3 separate regions of the Mus musculus genome follow, and regions 2 and 3 are each linked to region 1. A link is a contact called in public Hi-C and promoter capture Hi-C data. All regions are on one chromosome and are shown on one strand. The core of a region is the stretch at or near the end of the contact, and the rest is flanking DNA. Distances in the headings are between cores, read along the strand shown. Region 1 overlaps Cd36 (CD36 molecule). Region 2 overlaps Gnat3 (guanine nucleotide binding protein, alpha transducing 3). Region 3 holds the start of Gnat3 (guanine nucleotide binding protein, alpha transducing 3).

Evidence for each region. Promoter capture Hi-C pulls out the DNA fragments that hold promoters and counts their contacts. A called contact is a pair of places that touch in the nucleus more often than the background predicts.
Region 2: a contact with region 1 is called in a Hi-C map of bone marrow-derived macrophages, with 35 read pairs. The contact joins two enhancer-like sites. A contact is called at or near these places in 9 of 484 Hi-C or Micro-C datasets (3T3-L1-derived adipocytes, the AML12 cell line, bone marrow-derived macrophages and 5 more), 4 of 115 datasets of contacts at active chromatin or transcription factors (bone marrow-derived dendritic cells, heart atrium, intestinal villus epithelium and 1 more) and 1 of 9 other capture datasets (bone marrow-derived macrophages).
Region 3: a contact with region 1 is called in a promoter capture Hi-C map of liver, with 4 times the contacts expected there. The contact joins the promoter of Gnat3 here to the enhancer-like site in region 1. A contact is called at or near these places in 6 of 39 promoter capture datasets (the C10 cell line, hematopoietic stem and progenitor cells, liver and 2 more), 1 of 15 datasets of contacts at CTCF or cohesin (the G1E-ER4 cell line), 2 of 484 Hi-C or Micro-C datasets (the G1E-ER4 cell line and bone marrow-derived macrophages), 1 of 115 datasets of contacts at active chromatin or transcription factors (bone marrow-derived dendritic cells) and 3 of 9 other capture datasets (adipose tissue, liver and macrophages).

Annotation. Positions count from the first base shown.
Region 1 is chr5:17,813,118-17,816,769 of GRCm38.p6, forward strand. It overlaps Cd36 (CD36 molecule), which reads right to left. Exons shown (of 15, transcript NM_007643.4): 5 at 1,556-1,703; 6 at 996-1,175. Among named protein-coding and RNA genes, the nearest start is that of Cd36, 21 kb to the right of the region's middle. Within about 2 kb of position 1,849, at least 3 of the 459 cell types and tissues checked have an H3K27ac peak or open chromatin away from gene starts, as enhancers often do. A contact at or near this core is called in bone marrow-derived macrophages and liver, where this site is marked.
Region 2 is chr5:17,998,934-18,002,585 of GRCm38.p6, forward strand. Gnat3 (guanine nucleotide binding protein, alpha transducing 3) reads left to right here. Exons shown (of 8, transcript NM_001081143.1): 4 at 721-878. Among named protein-coding and RNA genes, the nearest start is that of Gnat3, 38 kb to the left of the region's middle. Within about 2 kb of position 1,643, at least 38 of the 459 cell types and tissues checked have an H3K27ac peak or open chromatin away from gene starts, as enhancers often do. A contact at or near this core is called in bone marrow-derived macrophages and liver, where this site is marked.
Region 3 is chr5:17,961,025-17,964,676 of GRCm38.p6, forward strand. It overlaps Gnat3 (guanine nucleotide binding protein, alpha transducing 3), which reads left to right and starts at 1,546. Exons shown (of 8, transcript NM_001081143.1): 1 at 1,546-1,772. The coding sequence starts at 1,655.

The DNA.
Region 1 (3,652 bases), core at 599-3,098:
GAATAAAAGAATTACTCATGGATCAAGTTTTATTTACCATGTCATAACATATATGTAACTTACACATTTTTCAGAAAGGGGTCATTCAGAACCATTTTTTATCATTTGTGATATATAATACAATATGAGTTTTACATTTTGAGCTTTAAGTATTTTAATGTTAGAATATAAAAATTGCCTACAAATAAGTGTTATATGCTCACACAAAATATAAGAGAATAAGTAACCATGGCTATAGGTACCTTCCCAGCATTGCATGAATTAACCAGCTGCAATGGTTTGGTTAAATAAAATTGACTCTAACTCCTTCCAGCTTTTCTGTTAATATTTAACTAATATACCACTGGATAATCTGATGCATTAGCAACGAGGAATTGGAAAATGTAAGCAGTATTGCGACCCAGTGTCAGACTATATAGTGAGACTTGGTTAAACTGTCTCACTCTCATCCCATTAGGAATCCAAACCTTAAAAGCTGAAACGCCCTACAGCAAGGAGTCTACATCCTCTTTATCCCCAAACTGCCATTCTGTGAAGCTGTCTGGCAGTCCTCGCTAAGTGCAGCTTGCTCAATACCTCAAGGGAACATTCACAGTAACCTTTTAATTGAAATTTTACTAAAATTATAGCTCTAGAAAATGAGAAAAGCTATGATCAACATGTTTGATTTTGAATACAAAGACATACTAACCTTGATTCTTTAGAAAAAAATAAAATTAAATCCAATTTATAAATATTTACATATTTACAAATGAATTTTCAATTTTCTATAAGAATAAAATTTGATTAATTTTTAAATTAAAATTAATTTAGTCAAATATATTAAGTAATTTTTCACTATAAAAATTGACAGCATGTAAAATTTAGACTTTAAAAATAATGAATTATATGTTCTCAGATTAACTAGTAAGGAAATATGCAAAACAATAAATGTTTCTATTAACACTTGATTTATATACTTAAAAATATAGCAATCATTTATATTTGGTACTTACAGGATAAAACACACCAACTGTGGTACTTATAGGATATGGAACCAAACTGAGGAATGGATCTTTGTAACCCCACAAGAGTTCTTTCAAAGATCTTGTTTGGAACATAGAAGACTTGGACTTTTTTATAAGAGAGTTGAGCACAACTTGAACAAATGAATTTTGGTAGATATGTGGTGCAGCCTACAATAAAAAAATAATCAGTATCTGAGAAGTAAGTCCATTATATTTCTTAAATAAATTGATTAAATATAACAATCAAGTTCAATTAAAATCAAAATAAACATTCAAAATCTGACAAATCCTGCCTAGTCTAAAATTATAATTTCTGCCATTTTTCTAATCCCTTATAGGATTACTTTTTTAAAGAGCTGGTTTTAAATGAGACTAATCAATCAATTAAGTCAATTGATTAGGCTGATTGGGTCATCTATCCAGATAACAAAATAGCATGAAACATGGTTTTTATGAAGTTGTAAAACAACTAAGGCCAAATGATTAAGGTTCATATGCGATTGTGAGAGGCTCTGAAATGGTCCAAGCAACTGCTACTATGCACTCACTGCTACAGCCAGATTCAGAACTGTGAAGTTGTCATCCTCTGTTCCAACAGACAGTGAAGGCTCAAAGATGGCTCCATTGGGCTGTACAAAAGACACAGTGTGGTCCTCGGGGTCCTGAGTTATATTTTCCTTGGCTAGATAACGAACTCTGAAATAAACAGAAGTCAACAAAATGAGGGGGGGTCAAAATCCTGAGTAACAAATATCTCAATTCCTTCAACAAATACTATTTTGAACTCAGAACAAATCACAATTTACACTAACAGAATTTCATGGTAAATGATTAGCTAGTGAGACATCTCTGGCAAAGGTTGTTAAACCTGGAATAGGAAAGTAGAATAGAATGAGCTGAGTTAGAATAGACATGGGGCTTTGGACTGGGTAAAGTGGAGTGGGTTGAAAACTCATTTTGGTAGCAATTCCATGTGGTGGTCTAAGTAAATGTAAATATACATAAGAAGGACTAAAAGTAGCAAGTTTAAAATACTGAAGATCATGATAATGTGGTTTGAGAACTGTAAGTGCTTGAGTGTTGTTTAATTAAAGAGAGAAAAAGTTGGTGAGAATAAAAGGCACAAAGTGAGATTTCAGACATACAAGGGCAGCATAACCAAACAGCCATCTTTATCCTGAGGTATAGAGGGTCAGAGAGTAGGAATATATTTTTCATATTAGAAAGATCTCTCCAAGTGTGTAGTCTATCCAGCCTACATGTGGTTAAGTACATTCATGAAACCACCATTAAGCAACCAAAAGGCATTTCCAATTTAAAGGGATCCAGACCGAACTCTGTTCCTTCATTTTACACATAGAGTTCTTAGTTCCTTTTTTTTTTCCGTTTTTTTCCGAGACAGGGTTTCTCTGTGTAGCCCTGGCTGTCCTGGAACTCACTCTGCATACCAGGCTGGCCTCAAACTCAGAAACCCGCCTGCCTCTGCCTCCCAAGTGCTGCGATCAAAGGCGTGCGCCACCACAGCCCGGCTGAGTTCTTAAGTTCTTAATCTCTTGCCTTTAACACTTGTAATAGTTTTCATCACTGTGTTAAATGATGATTGCATTGTAGAAAAAGATTTTGTCGGTACAAAGCAGACATTAAAATGAAATAGGGTAGATCTCACTCAGCACATTAATCTATTGCTGGATATCAATTATAAGAGCTGAGTTACAACTACACTATTGAAAAACCATGAGCCTACAAGTTTGATAGGCAACTTTGCATTCTTATCAGATACAGATTATGGGTCCCCATAAACATAATGAGTTTGGGGTAAGTTCGGTATTTTCTTACTTTTTGGTATGTTTTAAGTCAGGCTTAAACTAAGCAGTTCAAATAAGTACAAAGGTGGGCCAGGACACCTGGCTCTCAGTGCTTCATGAAATAACCATATTATTTAAAAACATGCTCATGGTCTAAAGGACAGGAACAGTATTTTAATAGATGCTGTGCAAAGCTTTATCATTTATACTCTGTTGAGTAAGATGCTCAAGCAACCTAACAAATCTGAAACAACCCAAGGCACCAAATTTCTAGTAATGCCTGCACACAAAATATCTATTTTAAAATTAAAATACCTACTAATACTGATTCAAGTAAGGCTACAGAAATTTCAGAGATTTCAATGCAGGTATGACTAAGTGAAACTAAAGCTAAATCAGATTCATTTTTTTCCCTAAATGGCACTTACAACATCAAACCAGTAGATGGCGCTCAGGAAGAGAAAAAATCAGTAAAACATGTCTTAGGAAAGCTCTTATGAAAGAGGAAAATCACTCAGATTTTAAAATTAAAAAAGAAAAATGGATGTCTTCGGATGTATTGGTTAACAAGATCAAGGGCAACACCTTTTTTCACATGGTTACATGATGCCTTTATTACCATTCTTGGCAAAGAACATAAAATTTAAAATGTAAGATATCTAGAAGGAACTCCATAAACTCATAAATTGAGATATAATTTTGATATTAAACCATGCGATTTTATGCTTCGATCATGTCTTATGATGTCAATTACCGCTTCATCAATATCGTCTTCACAGTCATTAGCCAAATCAAACAGCGGCTCTGTTGTATGGGGCATATTTTTCTATAGCCTCAATT
Region 2 (3,652 bases), core at 393-2,892, 190 kb after region 1:
TTCTCTGTTTTCCTAACCAATTACCATGATCTATTTAACTACTCTATGACTCAAATTCTTAATCTTAATTACTTGTCAAAAGTGTTTTGGTTACTAGTATAAATTGTGGCCAGCCATAGATTGTTTATATTGAATTTATTTGTTTTCTAAGCTTCGATCCATCCTCATCACTTTCCACATCTTACTATGTACTGACATAATACTTACTCTGTTTTTTGATTCTTAGCCAATTCTTATGTCTGTCCTATGGCACATTAATGCAAAGGCACTCAGTTCACACCATTTAACGTACAGCGTCAGTACCTCTGTGTGTCTATACGTGTGTGTAATCACTTGCCCAAGTAATTAAAAGAAATACCTCATGCCAAGTAACATTTTATTACAATCTAATTTTTCTTTCACACCAGCATTTTAAACCAGGCCATAACAGACTAGCACTGTTATTCTTTGTGACAACATATTCAGAAATCAATGAAATATACCAAAGCATTCAAATTCTTCATATAGTATTTTGCAATTTTCCAAAGGTCAGCATTTCTAGATATCAGTCAACTACTATAATGAATTTTAGTTTAATTATTCTTCATAGATTTTGAAAAACTCTTCAGTGAAATGATTGACAAAATGAAAGGAACAAAAACCTTTTAGCGTGCTCTATTTAAAACAGTGCCTGTGCCTAAATAGCATACTTTTGTTCTTCCCACCAAAATATTATTCCAGGAGGACCAAGAACAACTTCACTCAATGGCAAATACACTAGAAGATGGTGATATGACTCCACAGCTGGCTGAAATCATTAAACGACTGTGGGGGGATCCAGGAATCCAAGCCTGCTTTGAAAGGGCATCTGAATACCAGCTCAATGACTCTGCAGCTTAGTAAGTCATTTTCTTGGACAAGAATTGCAGATGACACATAGGTTGTAACTTGGCACATTGTGCATGTAAGCACAAATAATGGGAAATGGTTTAGCATTTTATTATAAAAAAAAAAACCTGAGAGCCAGCAGAAAAGACATGAAACAACATACCTGAGAAGAAATATATACTACACATATCTTCTCTTAGTTAAAAAAAAAAATTACCATGATGTTCAATGCTTACTTAGCATGAACACAGACAGATGGCATGCGTGTTGATATTTGGAACTGTATGCATCTGAATCATATATTTCAGTGTTACTGAAATAACCCCTAGAATAAGTTTACTAGTGATATATGTGATAGACCACTAGGTTATTGAGCAAGACACAAAACTCTGGAAGAAAAGTCGATTGGCTTCAGATTTTAGCATATTGTGAAATCTCGTTAGAGTCAGCATAGCAAATATTGGCAAGTAAGTATTTAATGTTAATAAGGAACTTAGGAGAGCATTGCACTGTTTACAATAGAATTGTTGCCACGACTTCAAACTTCCTTGTTTCGAGTGCTTCTTGAATTATTTTCTGTATGAATCAACAAGAACATGTGATTTTGTTTGGCTACAAAAAGTTTGTGCAATTACTCGTTTTCTATTTCTTCCCATGCCTACAAACATAGAAAACATACAACATTGTCCTTGAATGAATCCCGTGACAAACCATGCAAGCCCTGAGGTTTAATTAAACAAGCAACAAAAAGTAATGTGGCTGGGAAGCAAAGCTCTCTTTAAACAGAAAGATGGGTCATGCATGACAATGACAATGCAGATTTGTAATCACTGAGTACCTTTGACCCATAAGTCTGTTTCTTAGGAAAAAACGACAGTGATGGATGGAGAGAGTCTGGAAAAAAAAAACATAAAAAGAAGTCCATGTGTAGTGAGCACATTTCTGTGATGGTGATGAGTGTTCATTTATTGTTAATTTCCACTGGGACCATTTCCTTTAGACAAAAGTATGGATTCCACTTGATGAGAGCAGGGTGTCACTCTATGACTACATAAACTTGGGAACATTTTCTCCAAGGTTCCAGTCTCTACCTCACTGTGATTATCAAAGTGATTTCTGTGGTACTGTAAAACCTTGCTTACCTGTCTGTGCTAATCATTGAGTAAATTAGATGCAAGCTTATACATTACATACAAAATGTTGCTTAGTTACCTCTGGGAAAGGTGAACCGAAAGACAGACATGTAAGTGTGTTCCAGTCAAGATTAATAAATTTCATTTTGAATAAATATTGCCTAGATACCTTCAATTACATTGTTAGTATGCTTGCCTCCTTGTTTGTCCTTTATATTTATAGTAAAAAATTTAACTAATTATAACTCAGATAACTAACCTGAGGCAATAAAATGACACTGTATTTCATATTTTAGATGATTTATTTGTTTAAATGCTTAGAATTTTTGACTAATAGTTTGAGTTGAGAATATTACCATACTGTTAAATATATCAAACATCTATTTCCATTGATTTTCTGAGTTCTGCCCATACTGTAAATAGTTTTTGAACACTCAGTTGATTTGCACAGCAGTATAATTTTATGAAAATTTATTTTCTCTCTATGTACTAGAAATATTTTCTACATAAACTGAATACTTGAGATATTAACTTTGGCAGCTTCAAAGTGTTACTATAGGCATATTAAATAAAAGCCTGCTAAAATGTTGCTAAATTTACATTATTTTCTTCCAAACGTTAAGAACATATTATTTTTTCAATTTTTGAATTAAATTACATACTTCAATTTCCATATCAGAGTGATCCTGCACTGCCTATTTATTTTGTTTATACTATATAAAACATTTTTTTCCAACTTTTTAGTGAAAGGAAGATTTTTTTTTTTTTTTTTTGCACATCTAGACATTCTGCAGATGGACGCTGCCAGAAGAGTAGAGCAGAATTCCCAGTTCCCGGGTTTGGCTGAAGATGCCACAAGCTCTAGGAAAAGCTCGGAGGAAAGGCCTCAGCTACCTAAGTTTCATGGTTTACTAATTAGGGCCACCTAGTGTGCTGTTTAAATTCCACAAGCATTAAGAGCAAATGTGGTTTACAAGGGACAGCACTATCTTTACAGGATTAGAAGTAAATAATCAACGCATTGTATGTGACTTGAGTCATAACAGCTAAAGGTTTAGAAACTACAGGCTTGGGCATCCAAATACCAAATTTACTTATTAAAATCAGCACTTTTGATGAAAATCTGCCAATTTGCTAAAGTCTCTTCTTTGCCTAAAGTGATTTACAAATGCAAAGAAAAATTATTTAAAATCTATTTTTGCTCAAGCTTTCATTAAATGGATTTGATTTCTATTTTGTAAGTATATCATGTTTTTTTTTAAACTTTTTTACTTGGACACAAAATGGCTGACATATCATGCACTTCTCACACATCAGATTTCATCAATAGAAAATGTACAATGCTTCAAGTAATAGTAAAAAAAAAAATTAAAATGTAAAATCTGCCAATTCATTCTTTGACACATTACATCTCAAGTCAATACCCATTTAAAGGTAACCAGACTTTATTAGCATACAACCATTATGTTACCTCTTATACACAGTTTTACTTTTCTCCTTGAGGAAAACTTTAGGTGCTAAATCCACTTTTAAGGGTAAAAGAACTTTGTTTTAAAGTCATTGTGGTAGATCAGTGGTTCTCAGCCTTCCTAGTGCTGTCATCCAGTAATACAGTTCCACATGTGGTGACTCCCAAGTATAAAATTATGTTG
Region 3 (3,652 bases), core at 296-2,795, 150 kb after region 1:
TTATAGGGGGCAAATGACATACTATTTCCTGTCAATCCTTTGCTGGAATGGAACATGCAGGAATGTACATGTACATGTGTGCAATTCAGCCTATGACACATGTCAAAGATGATTTAGTGTACTAAGTCTTTCATTCTGAGGTGGAAGCCTGTCTCCTGGGCTGATCATAAGTAATGTAGCAAGACAGATCTCCTTCCTTTGGGACTAGCTCTTTGCATAGTAAAAGCAATGGCAAATGAGTGGCACAAAGCTTTGCATATGTACCTCTCTGAGTCTTTACTCAGGATGCTTTGACTATGTTTAGTCTTTATCTTCAGCTCAACATATTTAATGTGCAAAAGTAAACAAAGCAGGAATGAGTACTTAGTCTGGTGGCCCATTTCCTTGTTGTATGAATATTCAAAATTCCACCTGCTCAAACTTCACACATGATCTCTGCAAAACAGCAGTGACAGCTTGATTAGATAGTTTTATTCAAGTATTTTATAATTAAATGTACTAAGACACACTACAGTGTAAGACACACTTGCTGTTACAGGCAGATAGCTGTGTTTATAAGAAGAATATTGTTTGACAGTCTACTAAATACCTTTTGCTTCAGATAAACAAACAAAAAAATGTGTAAAAATCTTCTCTTCCCTTGAGGCAGCCAATTTTCAAAAATTTTTAGGATGTTAGTAGGGTAGGTAAAAAATTATGGAACATAGTTGGGTATATTTAGTATTTTGATTATCATCTGATTATCTTTGATATTTTTATATGCTTCCAAAACATTGGTCCTTATTCCGTAAGTATCAACTCAGACTGTGTACCCCCAACACAACAGCTGTTGCTTAATGGCCCTAAAATGTTAAGTGCTGTCCACATTGAACACAGATCAGTGTCCATACAAAGTAGGCCTTCAATTACCAGTGATGGATTGACTTTCACACAGGCAGTAAAAGCTCAATTCATAGTGATTAATCCTATGAGAATAAAAATCCATGTTAAGATACTGGACCTAGAATTTTACATTTATAGCTAAAAAAAAAATGTATAAATATGTAAATCATGTCCTTTGTTGCTATTATTTAAATGTTTTCTAATTTATTGATATATTAAGAGATTCTCAATATTTGTACCAACCTTAGAATAGGCAAAATGGAATTTGAATAGCATCATGCATAATCTTTTTGAGGCTAAGGGGTAATTATGAAGAATCTGAAAAACAAAGTATTTAAAGTTAAAAATGCAAGTGTTTTTGATTAATAGTAAATACAATACCAATAATAAATATTTTCTGTTGGTAAGAAACATTTCACTTGAATTGCCCATCACAGATTTTCTTTAATTTCAAGATTTTGAATGCTTTCCATGTGTTTTGTGCTAAACTCTCAGGCAGGTAAGCATGATTTTGAAGGCGGGCCAGATGTGACCACTTAATTTAAAAGCATAATGAGTTTCCTCTTAAGCTTCCATTGGAGTTGCATGGTTTTTCCTCTTGATCAGGTGACAGATGGACTAGATCCCCTTAGTCAAAGCAGAATTGAGAGCGCAGGGGTAGCTGCTGCCTGTTGTAGCGAGCACCGCTCATATGTCCTATATCTAAACTACAGCTGTGCTCCGTGTTTGAAAAGTTTGAGCAAATCAACTGCCCAGCCACTAACATCAAAAGATGGGAAGTGGAATTAGTTCAGAGAGCAAGGAATCAGCCAGAAGGTCCAAAGAACTGGAGAAGAAGCTTCAGGAGGATGCTGAGCGGGATGCAAGAACTGTGAAGTTACTGCTACTAGGTAATGTGCTTCTCTTTTGCTTTCAGCATCTGATTTTTTCCCCCTTATTTATGACAGACACAGTTGCTTTTCTCAAATTTTAAATTTTTCACTTCCTGGAGGATTAATATAAGGATATGTTTGGAATCCTAAGGGTACTGATTTCACATGAACCCTATATGTATTTCATAATTTATTTTATGCTTCACATTTTTTACATTGTTTAAGAGATAAATATTAGATGCCTCGGTTTATGTCTTTCACAGACTACAGAGTATCATCCCTCAAAGAAGACTCATGCATATTTGTTATTTTGTTGCATTCTATTGTTTACCAAATAACAAGTAAAATACTTAATGACAAGTCATTTTTCAGAAACTGCTTGACACACAGTGGTCACTGGCATAAAACAATAGAATTTGTAACTGCTTGTTGGAGGAACAAGCTGGCAGAGTTGGGCATACTAATTGTTTCTAACTCAGCAACATGAGAGATTTAAGGGAAATTTCACTGTGGACTTCTAGAGAAAGCAGAAAATGTATGATTTAGGGTATTAAAACCCATGATATTTTTAGCACAAAGATATGGTAACATGTATTAGATAAATATATTGTGTACTACAGGAGATGACCCAGTAAGATGCATTGGGTGGATTCAGTCTTCCTTTTCTTGTTTGTTTTTCAGTTTCTTCACAGTCAGGCTATAGGCCAACTAATCAGCCAGTTAGCTTTGGTGTTGAAAGATTAACCTTGTGTTAAAATATTATGTAAATGATTCTCAAAATAAAAAAAAAATTTTAAAAAACCCTCTTAATCAATATAAAAACAAATCCAAGCAAGAACTCTAACTTATTGGCAGCTGTGTATTTACCCTGATATAAGTTATATGCAAAGTAATTCATTATTTCAGGATTGTGGATTTATCATTTTCTAAGTGTTCTTTTGCTTTACTCCCACTACTGTTTCAGCAGCTGCCTGTGGGCTCTGTCTCTTGTTTCTCCATGAAAGGGAGTCTCTCTTTCCTTGCTCTAGTTCTTTGACAAGCCATTCTCATTGTCCTACAAACGTCCACTGCAACACCTGCTATTTGTTTCTTGCCTGTGGATACAACTGATCAACTTCTTCAAGGTCCTGCCTCTTTGACTTCCCCACCCTTGCAGGCTGTACCTCTCTCTCTCTCTCTCTCTCTCTCTCTCTCTCTCTCTCTCTCTCTCTCACACACACACACACACACACACACATACACACACATTAAGTTAATAAAGGTAAGTCTACATGCTGAGATAAATTTCAAGAAGAAATGAAAAATATTTTCAACACACCATTTAGAAATATTTTCTCTTACTTTATAAAAGCACAAATCCTAAGCCAAATCCCTGAAATGGATCAATTACCAGTTACAAGGACGATATTGCTAAACCTCCACAGAGGTATCATGCTTGTGGTTGGTGTGCTGGAGTAACTGACCAACTGCACAGGAGACTGTGCTGGGGAAGAACAGGGTAAAAGAATATGGAGAGGTGACTGAAAATGTGTCAATGAAAATGAAGGCCCCCAAATAGAAAGGTGTAATGGAGAAAATTGAGTTTTCCCAAATTATGAATCAAGAGTTGACCGACTATTATATGCATTGACTTCTATATGCAGAAATGCTAAACACTCTAGAGTCATAACTGTCAGGGCACAATTTGCTATATGTAAAGCTCTGAAATGGAAATAAAAGCATTCCAATTGTTCTTGAACAATTAGCAACTTCATGGGCTTCATTAAGTTGAAAGAGTAACTTTTATTAACAGGGATAAGAAAGAATCATCAGAAGTAATATTATATCTTTCATTTATCCAAGATGATAAGCGTTTTATATATTCATTCTCATGCTACTGTAACAATGCTGAGCTGCTA